Linked DNA regions of Mus musculus: all the other regions are linked to region 2. The links are chromatin contacts, called in public HiChIP or PLAC-seq and promoter capture Hi-C maps. All regions are on one chromosome and are shown on one strand. Each heading gives the region's core, a stretch centred on a gene start, on an enhancer-like site or on the middle of the called end of the contact. The rest is flanking DNA. Distances are from core to core; before and after follow the strand shown. Region 1 holds the start of Ttbk2 (tau tubulin kinase 2). Region 2 holds the start of Jmjd7 (jumonji domain containing 7). Region 3 holds the start of Ubr1 (ubiquitin protein ligase E3 component n-recognin 1). Region 4 holds the start of Snap23 (synaptosomal-associated protein 23).

What was found. Promoter capture Hi-C pulls out the DNA fragments that hold promoters and counts their contacts. HiChIP or PLAC-seq counts read pairs in DNA pulled down with a chosen protein or histone mark.
Region 1: a contact with region 2 is called in a promoter capture Hi-C map of liver, with 2.8 times the contacts expected there. The contact joins the promoter of Ttbk2 here to the promoter of Jmjd7 in region 2. A contact is called at or near these places in 2 of 39 promoter capture datasets (liver and pre-B cells) and 1 of 115 datasets of contacts at active chromatin or transcription factors (bone marrow-derived macrophages).
Region 3: a promoter capture Hi-C map of liver shows a contact between it and region 2, with 3 times the contacts expected there. The contact joins the promoter of Ubr1 here to the promoter of Jmjd7 in region 2. A contact is called at or near these places in 3 of 39 promoter capture datasets (liver and neural stem cells), 3 of 115 datasets of contacts at active chromatin or transcription factors (astrocytes, bone marrow-derived macrophages and pancreatic cancer cells) and 1 of 9 other capture datasets (liver).
Region 4: a contact with region 2 is called in an HNF4G HiChIP or PLAC-seq map of pancreatic cancer cells. The contact joins the promoter of Snap23 here to the promoter of Jmjd7 in region 2. A contact is called at or near these places in 2 of 115 datasets of contacts at active chromatin or transcription factors (embryonic midbrain and pancreatic cancer cells).

Annotation. Positions count from the first base shown.
Region 1 is chr2:120,849,072-120,851,771 of GRCm38.p6, forward strand. It overlaps Ttbk2 (tau tubulin kinase 2), which reads right to left and starts at 1,347. Exons shown (of 16, transcript NM_001024856.2): 1 at 985-1,347. AV039307 (expressed sequence AV039307) reads left to right here and starts at 1,585. Exons shown (of 4, transcript NR_038350.1): 1 at 1,585-1,694.
Region 2 is chr2:120,026,194-120,028,893 of GRCm38.p6, forward strand. It overlaps Jmjd7 (jumonji domain containing 7), which reads left to right and starts at 1,290. Exons shown (of 8, transcript NM_001114637.1): 1 at 1,290-1,383. The coding sequence starts at 1,320. Mapkbp1 (mitogen-activated protein kinase binding protein 1) reads left to right here. Exons shown (of 30, transcript NM_011941.3): 30 at 1-1,210. It overlaps Gm28042 (predicted gene, 28042), which reads left to right and starts at 1,290. Exons shown (of 27, transcript NR_104353.1): 1 at 1,290-1,383.
Region 3 is chr2:120,969,313-120,972,088 of GRCm38.p6, forward strand. Ubr1 (ubiquitin protein ligase E3 component n-recognin 1) reads right to left here and starts at 1,403. Exons shown (of 47, transcript NM_009461.2): 1 at 1,210-1,403. The coding sequence starts at 1,290.
Region 4 is chr2:120,566,232-120,568,931 of GRCm38.p6, forward strand. Snap23 (synaptosomal-associated protein 23) reads left to right here and starts at 1,440. Exons shown (of 8, transcript NM_009222.3): 1 at 1,440-1,575.

The sequences.
Region 1 (2,700 bases), core at 97-2,596, 820 kb after region 2:
CCTCATTTTTTTTACTCCTTAAATGAATGTTATTCTAGTCCACTTTGCTGAAAGAAAACAGATACATCTTTGCAGTCTATCCTGGCAAGTCCATGTTTAATGTCACTGCAACTATTAATGGCTCAAAACCAAACACTGAAACAAAACACAGCCTGAATCCTCCTTGTATTTGAGAGTTTGAGTCCATTCACAATACACTCTCTCACACACATTCAATTCTACTAAATAACATCTTCCCATCATATACAGGTTAAAATAGAATTGTCTTCTTTAAATGTTAAAGGACAGCTTCCAAAGCTAGGGGAGAGAAGCCTATCAACTTTAATCCAAAGCAAAGTACAACTCAATGTCATTTTTACCTCTAAGGCAGCGCCACAACTGAAACAAAATGAACTTCATTTAAGGATCAGGTATCCTAGCATCCCCATGATTATTTACTTCTCTGACTCGACAGTGCGTATATGTAGGCTCTTTTGTCCCTCTTTTGGCATCCCCGCGTATCAACAGCATCATCTTTGTCAAAGCAAATCCCTCTGGTCATTACTTCAATACTACAAAGTCCCGGCCTTCCTTGTTACCACACAAATGAGATTCGGTAGTCCCGTCACTCTTCCATTACAGTGGGAAAAGCAAGATAGAATGAAACGCTCATAATTTCAAAAGACTCCTCTCTGCTCGGTCCTGGTAGCCAGAAGAGTCATGAGTACAAGTGATATATGGGTCACCCACAGAAACAGACGAAGCAGCTTCATGAACCTCCAAGTTCAGGGAAGGCACCCAAAGCCTCCGGGGAAATGGGGCAGAACCAGAAAGATCTGTGGGATGAGGATCAATTTGGGTCTGGCGTCGCCTCAGGGCGTGGGCATAAGAAACCCAGGGGTCTCGGGCAGTCTCCCCTCCACGCCTCGGTTGAGCTGAACGAGGGATGAGGCGGGCGCAGGGAAGCTTCTTGGAGACGCCCTGGGGCTCGGGGGTGTGTCCTACCTGGGCCGCGGCGGACGCAGGATCTCTGACGGAGGACGAGGGTCTAGCTCAGGGTCCGCACCGGCAGGAGTCACCGCTCAGCAGGCGGGCCCGCCACCGCCTGCCCATCCCCCGCCGCCCACTGCGGCGGGACCGGAGCGCGGCTTAGACGGCCGGCGGTCCCTTCGGATGCCGTCCGCGTCTAAAGGCGGCGGCAGCGGCTGCGGGTATTGCTGCGGATTGTCCCGGGCCGCTGCTCTCGTGCCAGCCCCTGCTCCTCCTCCTCCTCCTGCCGCCGCCGCCTCCTCGTCCCTACCGCTCCCATCGCCGCTGCGGCGACTACTGCAGCGCCCGCTGACCCGGCCCGACGTTACTCTCCCCCCCGCAAGCCGCACAGCCTAGCCCACCCGCCCTGCCAGCGCGCACCGCCCACCTCTCCGCCGCGGGTGCTGATTGGAGAGCACGTTCCCAGCCTGTGGCGTCGGTTGGCTAGTCCCATTGCCTATCAGGAAGGGGGCGGAGAATTGGGCCGAGAGTGTCTCCGCCCCCCACCGGAGAATTGCCGCTATCTTCAGGTTTGCCTGAGAGGGCGAGTTACCGGGAAAGGAGCATCACAATGACAGTGCGCGTGTGCTTGGGAATTCTGGGACTCGTAGTTCCAGCCTCCGCTGCAACGGCCGGCCTGTCCTGAGGAGAGATGTAAGGCGCAGTGCTTCTGAGAGCCGACTTCAGTAGGTGTTCTCCTAGCTCAGCGTGCTTATGGCCACAGAGTTGGGCCCTTTGGAAGAAAATTGGTAATGCTTTGTCACTGAGGCGGTCGCGTCGAGAATCGTGAGGCCGGGTCATTGCTTAAGGTCTACTCGCCTGCTCAGACCTAGAGCTGCCAGGATCTGGGAAATGGGCGCTGTCCCCTAACCTAAGCTGCTAACTAGGGCCGGGAAACCCGAAGGTATTGGGAGAAAAGAAAGGAGTTACAAAGATGTCAGCCTGGCGAGGGAGTGCCCATTCACAACCCACGAAAAAAGATTTCATTGGCTTTTTGATAAAGACAATGAACAACTTTCATGTGGACCAGTCTGGGACTCTAAGCTTGGAGTTTGCAGGAGTGGCTCAAGACACACAAAGACTAACTATGAAGGGTGGGACACCGAGGCTGTATGGGAGACGTATTTCATGTTGAATGTGCCAAGCTCTTTGGTGAAAAAAAACAAAACAAAACCTAAGAGTAAGTCCCTCTTCTTTCTTTACTATCCATTATATAGACATTAAAAATTAAGAATAAACTTTACCAAGATCACAAAACTGATGTCAAAACCAAACTGCGGACCTATTCCATATTGTATGCCCAACGTTCTTTTTTCCTTAACAATTGCAATGACTGCCACGAGTTTGCCAGGAACAGAGAGGATGCAATGGTATGAATTGTAAAGGTTCACTTTTTGTTTTTGTTTTTGTTTTTGTTTTTGTTTTTCGAGACAAGGTTTCTCTGTATATCCCTGGCTGTCCTGGAACTCACTCTGTAGACCAGGCTGGCCTCGAACTCAGAAATCTGCCTGCCTCTGCTTCCCGAGTGCTGGGATTAAAGGCGTGCGCCACCACACCCGGCTCAAAGGTTCACTTTTACTTTCAAATATTTTCTTAGGTGACAAAAGTGTTCTTACTGTTAAGGAACTACCATCCTCTTTATATTCCTTTACAAGCAGGAGACATCCTTACTGCCTGTCATGTGCAGACTCT
Region 2 (2,700 bases), core at 40-2,539:
CCCTTATGGTTTACAGGGCACTGGCCCACCTTCCTAGAACCTTGGCCACACACACACACACACACACACACACACACACACACACACACACACACACACACACACACACACACACACACAAATCATATGCACAGTTGAGTGCTCATTTTAGAACACTTGCCTGGCTGGTATGCACCTGGTTTCCTCACATTTTTGCCTCAGCGTCACTAGCCTGGATTAATTGGAATTCTGATCCAGAAACACAAAAAGGGATGGGTACACTAAACACAAAAAGGGATGGATACACTAGACTGAAATTCTGGAGTTGTGGTGTCCACAGCCAGGCTGACCGGAGATGGCCTATGGGTCACCTGGCTCATGGAGGAGGCTCTTTTCAAAGGCAGTATTGAGTGCCCAGAAATACTGGACACTGGAGATTGTGGAATGAAGGCACTGGGCAAGAGACCACTGGAAAAGTAATAGCCGGACAGGTAGGTGGCAGAGGTAGGGATAGAGTTAAGGTAACGGTTAGAGAGTAGCAAAAAGAGAGAGAAGCTGTATGTTGGAAGAAGTGGTGAGGTGGTTGCAGAATTGGAGTGAGTATGTCTTTGGGCCTGGGCCCTCCTTTCCTCTGCATCAGGGAAGGCAGAGTAGTGACATTTCACCAGGTTTAGATAACACAAACCTGTCGAAACCTCAACGCCACTTCCCAGCTCTGAATGCAGAGGCTAGCAGGAAACTAGGTTTAATGGGTGCTTAGCTTTGTTGGTTCAACCTGAGTGTTGAGTATACCCAAACCATGTGAATACCCAAACCATGTGTTCCCATTTTTCTACCACACGCATAGTCAAACTCCTAGCCCAAAGAACCGAAGCCACTTGAGGTGGGCCCCTTGGCAGTGTGGGGGTTAGAAGTCGGCCCACTGCCCTGACCTCCACCAGGTTTTAGAGGTCTTTATGCCAGCCTGCCCTTCTAGAGAAAGCGCCACTACCCTGCATGGGTGGGGTCTTGTGGCCTGTGGCACTTTGTCCTCTTCTGCATGTCTGAGGCCACTGGCAATTGCTGCCCATGTCCAGATTTGTCCTATCCCAGTTTTGAAAGCCCCTTATTTATAACTTTTATACTGTGGCGCCTGTCTCCTCCCCGGCTGTACGGGGTGGGACTGTTTTAACGTTTCGTTTGTACGGATGTATGAAATTGTCAATAAACACAATCATTTGTTAACCTGCTAGCAAATTCTGAGAAGAGCGCCGCTTGTTGCACCTCCTAGAGGGCGGAAACGGGGGCGGGGCTGCGATCCTGGAGCGGAAATAGGGGCGGGTTCTTGTCCCGCGGCCGTCATGGCGGAGGCGGCTCTGGAGGCAGTTCGGAGGGCGTTGCAAGAGTTCCCGGCGGCGGCTCGCGGTGAGTGCACTCTCACAGGCAGCAGCGACCGCGCGAGGACAGCGCGGAGGGAGCCTGGGCACCCTGGAACTCAGTGTGCATGAGTGTCCGACCGGTGGCCACACAGTTTTGTGTGTACCCTTCTTTAGCTGGCGGACGGCTCCTTAGCTCAGGATCGCACGCCTGGCTGCCTTCGTGGGGTGCAGTTGTAGTTTTCAAGACCCAGCACAGCTCTGACGGTAGTCATGGTGCCATTCTCAAAGCCAGCGGGGTGCTGAGTCCCCGTGCGCTGCCATGCTATACTTTCACCTCAAACATCTCGGATGCTGGTGGGTTCTGAGGAGAGAAGCAGGCGACTTCCCTCGTTCATTCAGACTCCAAGCTTTGAGGATTGTAGGCAGCCGCCCAGTTGATCTTGTGTGTTTCCTTTCTTCTTCCTCTGGTCCTCACTACCCCATCATTAAACAAGCTGGAGAGATGGCTAAGTGGGTAGGTAAAGCTCTTAAGCACATGATGATCTGGGGTCACATCCCCAGCACTAACAGAAAACACTGGGTGTGGTGATGGTGGACTTCTGATGGGATTCCAGAGGTGGGAGGGAAAGGCAGGAGGACCCCAGGGGCTCCCTGGCCTGCCAGCTTAGCAACTGCTGAGCTCCAGGTTCAGTGACTTTGACTCAGAAAATAAAGTGGAGAATGGTATACACCTAATGTCAACGGCCTCCACACATGCATACACAGGCACACACCACACATGCGCACACCCACACACAGAGGGAGAGCAATTGATCAAGCACAATTTTGTCAATTTACCGGCTGTGTCACACACAGGTGGTTAGAGCAGTATTCTCAACCTATGAGGTCGAGACCCCAGAGCAGTCGCATGTCAGATATCCTGAACATCAGACATTTATCTTGTGACTCATAACTAGTAAAATCACAGTTATGAAGTAGCAACGAAATGATGTTACAGCCTAGGGTCACCACAACATGAGGAACTGTCTTAAAGGGTAGAGCATTAGGAAGCACTGCCCTGGAGGACGGTTGATGGGTCAGCTAAACCCTCAGAGCGGGTGTGCCTGCTATATCCAGGAAGCAGTGTGGACTGAGCTTGGAGCAGACTTTGTGTTTATGTTTATTTTTGTCAGTCAAATTCTTAACAGAATTGCTGGGTCAAAGGAATTGTTTGAAGTTCATTTTGAAGCTTTAGGGGAGAAAAACACCCACCCTCTAAAGGAAATGGTGAGCAAATAAAACCAGCATAATTATAGAAAACCCAAAGGCTGGAAAAGGGCAGGTTCAGGTCAGGTGATGGTGGCCCAGCACTCAGGAGTCAGAG
Region 3 (2,776 bases), core at 153-2,652, 940 kb after region 2:
CACTAAAAAAACCAAAACCAAAACCAACCAAACAAACAAACAAACAAACAAACCAGTTTATCTACTTGGAAACATTTTCTAGCTGTTTTCATCTAAGCTACATTACCAGTGGTGAAGTGAGTTTCAACTGCTTTTTGGGATGGAGGAGGAAGACTGCCAAGTGCTGATCTAGTGCATATAGTCTTATTCCAACTCTGTCCCTGATGGTTTTTTATCTTACAGACATTCTCTCTAGTCTCCGTGGTTGACTTATTTCTGAGTCATTCTCTTGTCTCATAAAATAATGTTCTAGAGTCTGCTGGGGTAAAGTAAGCCAAGAATGAGTTTATTAAAACTACAAACAACTTCACTAACAGGTATGTGTATATACAATGGGTTTGCGTGGGTGCGGGTATGTTTCCCACACTTTTCCATATGCAGCTATAGACAAACTGATAAAACATGTTGTGATCAATAGTGAGTACTTCCTAAGGACCTCCCTCCCTTCTAGTTATCTGAAGGGACCACATCAGAACATTTGTGAACATTACCCCACCTTTCAGCCTACTCTGTTCGTATTCTCCACGCAGCCAGACTGTTGACTCAATTTTATTCTACCTCTCCTTTCTCAGCCCTTCAAAAATCTAATAGCCAAGTATAGATTCCAGTATTCTCTCGTTTGAAATGTCCCTTCTCATATATAAAAGGCATGACAAATGACAAATTTCCCTCACTGGGGGCCAGATCGAAGGTTCTCAAGACGCTGCAATAATGGATATCTGGCCATGCCTTGCCAGCCGCAACACTCACTGCCACTATCAAGTCCACCCGACAATGCTATATCACACCAGGTGCTGGTCCGGGTCCCGATGCCTATCAACAAGAGGGGTCAGCAATGCGTCTACCGAAAAATGGCCTTCTCCAACCTCATCTCAGCTCCTACATCAAACCCACCTAAATGTGCACGAGTTCTTTCTACTTCAAAATAGAGACATGCGTGTCTGAGCACGTTGAGACTTAATAGATGACAGTCATTAAACTCCGTAGACCTGGCTGGCAGGAATGTGTGTAGGAGACGACTAACTTTATCGGGGGAGGGAGGGTCGATCCTTCAATCCTAGGACTCCCCTTCCCCAGTGCCGCCATAGAAAGCGGAGCCCCAAACCCTCCCAGGCGCGGTGGGAAGCTGTTGGTGGAGAGGACAAAAGGCGCTAGCAGATGAAGACTCACCGATGCCGGCCGCTGCGGGGCCAGGGGAGGCTCCGGGCTGACGTCCATCCTCTCGGCGCCGTCCATCTCTTCGTCCGCCATCTTAAGGGAAACGAACGCCCGCAGTTCCCGACCCCCGGCCGCCAGCTAGCGGAAACCTGTGGCCGGCCCGACGCGACAGGGACGACACTTTTACGACGGCCCCTGAAGTCAGGTTTGTCGCAGCACCCGGAGCGGCTTCCGGTCGGCTTCCCGGAAGCAGGCTGCCGACCTGCCAAGCCGGAGGTTTCCGCCCCTGATGGTTAGTTAGCCCTGCTCCACCAGGGCTGATCCCCGAGGGAAGACCTCACAGCTTTGTCGCCATCCCTTAACCCCGGGGCAGGGGTGGTGAGATGACAAAACCGAGAAACCTAGTCCATCCGTCGGTAAGGGAAGACAAACTGAATACATCCCCGTTATGGAATACCCCATGAAAAGAACAAGGTAGATGTACGGAAACATCGAGGGGAAACTGTTGCCACAGACTACAAATTCCTGCATTTGTGCATCTATGCATAGTGCGAAGGAATAGCTCTGAACCAAGAGAAAACACCCAAGGCCAAGACCAGGGTTGGAGGACAAAGGTGATAAAGAGCTAATTTAGTGTCCTCTGTTTTTGTTTTTGTTTTTTGTTTAGTTTGGTTTAGTTTTTACGAAACGAATAATAGCCTCCAATACCACGCATTCCTCCTACCTCTGCATTCCAAGTGACAGATGTCAGCCACCTGGTCCCTTTTTAAATTTATATATATACTTTAGCGACTTGTGTCTGTGTCTCTCTCTCTCTCTCTCTGTGTGTGTGTGTGTGTGTGTGTGTGTGTGTGTGTGTGTGTGTGGATCATGTTTAGAGATCAAAGGACAATTTGAGGGGATTGGTTTTCTACCATCTCACCTGCCATGGAAGTGGGTTTTGTTTTGTTTTTGTTTTTGTTTTGTTTTGTTTTTTTGTTTTTGTTTTTGAGACAGGGTTTCTCTGTATAGTCCTGGCTGTCCTGGAACTCACTTTGTAGACCAGGCTGGCCTCGAACTCAGAAATCCGCCTGCCTCTGCCTCCCAAGTGCTGGGGTTAAAAAGGTGTGCGCCACCACCACCTGGCTTTTTTTTTTTTTTAGATCTGTAAGGTCAAATTTTCTTCACATACACCAACCAAAGCAACACATGACTGACTATAGATAGAGGCAGAACTAAAACACACCTACCCTTCTATTAAATTGGAACTTAAGAAATTTGGAAATTCTCACATTTTGGATAACATTTGTTTACCGAGTTAATTTTCATTTTAAATGCTGTTTATGCCTGGTGTAATGGCACCCACCTTTAAGCACTCCAGAACCAGAGGCAGGTGGATCTCTGAATTCAAGGCTAGCCTAGTCTACTCCAGAGCTATGTGGTGAGACCCCATCTCAAAAAGAGAAAAAGAAAGGAAAAATGTTTAAGATGTTATATTGTTTACATGCCTGTAAGCCGGCATGGGTGACTTACAGCTGTAACGTCAGCTAGCATTTGAGAATATGAGGGTTCTTCCAAGTTGGAGGCAGCAGAACTATAT
Region 4 (2,700 bases), core at 190-2,689, 540 kb after region 2:
TCCTGTGGAAGAACAGCTACCTTTCCAGCCCATAATTTTATTTATTTACTTTTGAGACAAAGAATTACTTTGTAAACTGGGCTGGCTTCAAACTCACAAAGATCCCCTTTGGTGCCAGGATTGTCGGTGTACACCACCAACTCTCATCTGAGGTTTGACTACTGAAGCTCTAACCCAATCACGATCTTTACTCAACCTCACCCTTGATTTTTTTTTTAATTCAACTGTTTCTCTCATCTGGGTTTTTTTTTTTCCTCCTGTCTTCATCCTAACAAAATAAAAACGAATAAGATACATTATTCTTCCTTTTCCTCTGACAAAAGCCAAAGTTTCCAAAAGCATTTTATAATGTCCCCATGTCTCTCTCTTCTCCAAACTATTGCAATGTCTGTCAACTATCACCAATCCCTTGGTATTAAATTCAAATGATATTTCTCAGACTTCTTCTATCTCTTAAGAAGAGGCTATTTCTATGAAATAGTTTTTATTCCCTATATTGCCAGCTTTTTATTTATTTATATATATTTTTATTTATATATTATTTATTTGTTTTGCTTTACTCTTAGAGATGCTTGGAAGAATTTTTGGGGCAAGTTGTTTAAAATCCTTCAGTAACTCAATGGGTATAAAACGAATCCTAGGTTTATTATTCCAAATTTTACAAGACCTTTAAAGATCTAGCTTGATCCTCAGCCCTGATGGCGGTGGTCTCGGGGCTAAAAGGGCTCTTCCATTCTCCCCCCCAACCCAGTGATAGACTGTACTCTGAAATAGGATCTCACTAAGTTATCAGTTTGGCTTTACATTCCAGAGGTCAAGTGATCCTCCAGCCTCAGTTTCTGATAGCCTGAGGATTACACAATGTGAGCTACCACGTCTTCACATTTTCTTTTGTCTCAGAAAGCGAACTCTTAAACTTCTAACAAGAAACTTCCAGAAGGCGCTGCGTTGTTGTTGTTGTTCCCACTGCCTGGAAAACTCTTTATCTCGTAGACTTCCGAAGTACTCCTACTTATCATATCCTTCGTGACTTTAAGAGTAACTTCCTGTGTCAATCCTTCAGACATTCCTCAAAATAAATGTTTTGTTCATTGTTGGCCAAAGCTGCTTCGGAATTCCTGTGACCGTATTCTGTTAACTGAAAGGTATTTACGCATCTATTTCCCTGGTTTAAACGGGCCAAAACACCCTGTAGACTTTGGCAGTCGCGAGTTTTTCCTAGTCTTTCAAACACTAAAGCGTCCCGTGCAAGGCTGCCTTCAGGGATGATAGTTGGAAGAACTCCTCCCGGGGAGAATCTGTAGGGTTAACGGGTGACTTCCCAGGATCTCCGCCTGCGTGGCAGGAGATTTAACACCCTCTCCGCGGCGATTGGCTCCAGTGGTAGAGGTGTGTCTGCCCCGCGGCGCCCTGCGACTGCGCAGGCGCACAAGTCCTCCGGGCGCATGCGCGCGAGGGAGCGCGCACCCTGTCCGATCTTCTAGAGTCCGAGAACTGTGGAGGCTGGAGAGGAGTGGCCGGAGCCGCCGGGTGAGGCTTCTGGAAAGTAGCTGAGGGAACTAGTCAGCGGGACAGGTAGGATGATATCCCAAGGAGAAAAAGGGTGGTGGTGGTGGTGGTCCAACGTTTTGGGGGTCGGACTTGAGGGGAGAAGAGAGCTCCGGCCAGTCCTTGGTGGATTGGGCCGAGAAGGAGATCGCCAGGCGTTGGCGACCAGCGCGAGCCCTCGCAGGAAGGGAGGCGCTATGGTGGTGCCCTGGACTTGGGTGGTTCGGCTCCTCGTCCCTCACCTTCAGCCTCACGATGTTTCTCGTTAGTATTAACAGACTGTCTGGCTGGTGGCCCTAATGAACACATAGTTCTGAAATGGTTGTTAGAAGAATGACCCCGAGGGTCCTGGCGTTGCAGGCTCCACTGTCTAGGAAATTCCCTGCTTATCTTGAGGCTTCCCCGTGGGAAAGCGCCAAGAATATGGTCAGTCAAAAGATGATTTTTTTTTTCCTCAATTCGGTTTGTGTGTGAGGAAAGTATTTTAAAGTACTGTTACACTTCTTTCCTTCGTCCTTAATCATTAGTCACTGCACTATTTGGAAAAGCAAACTGGCGGTAGAGGAAGCGAAAAACAACCGAGTTGAGGAAAAAGATCTTTCCTTTTTGCTGTTTGTCATTTGGGTAGGTTTGGGCTGGGGGCACGGATGGGATTGCAGAAGAGTTTAGAAACTGGCAGCTTTTGACAAGTGTTCTCAGAAAATAGTATAGTTTCTTACTTGAAGAAAATAAGTATCTTACTTGTGAAAATAGTATAGTTTCTTACTTGAAGATATTTTTTAAGGATCGAAATAACTTCATTTGCCCTGCTGCCTTTTAAGAGGGTTTTGAGATATCCTGGTAAAATGCTAGTAGTTCAGTCATAGCAAGGTAAAATAGATCCTTCTCACGTTCTTCTTTTTCTTGGAAAATACTATGCATAAATTCTGTGAGGCCCTGGGCAGTAGTGGTGCACACCTTTAGTCCCAGTACTTAGGAGACAGAGGCAGATGGATATCTGTGAGTTCGAGGTCAGTTTGGTCCAATGAGGCATTACTTGTTAAAGCATTTTTTTTTTAAAAGACATGATCTCACTATGTAGCTCAGGCTGGCCTGGAATTCAGAGATCTGCTTGCCTCAGTCTCTCAAGTGCTGAAATTAAAGGCATGCACA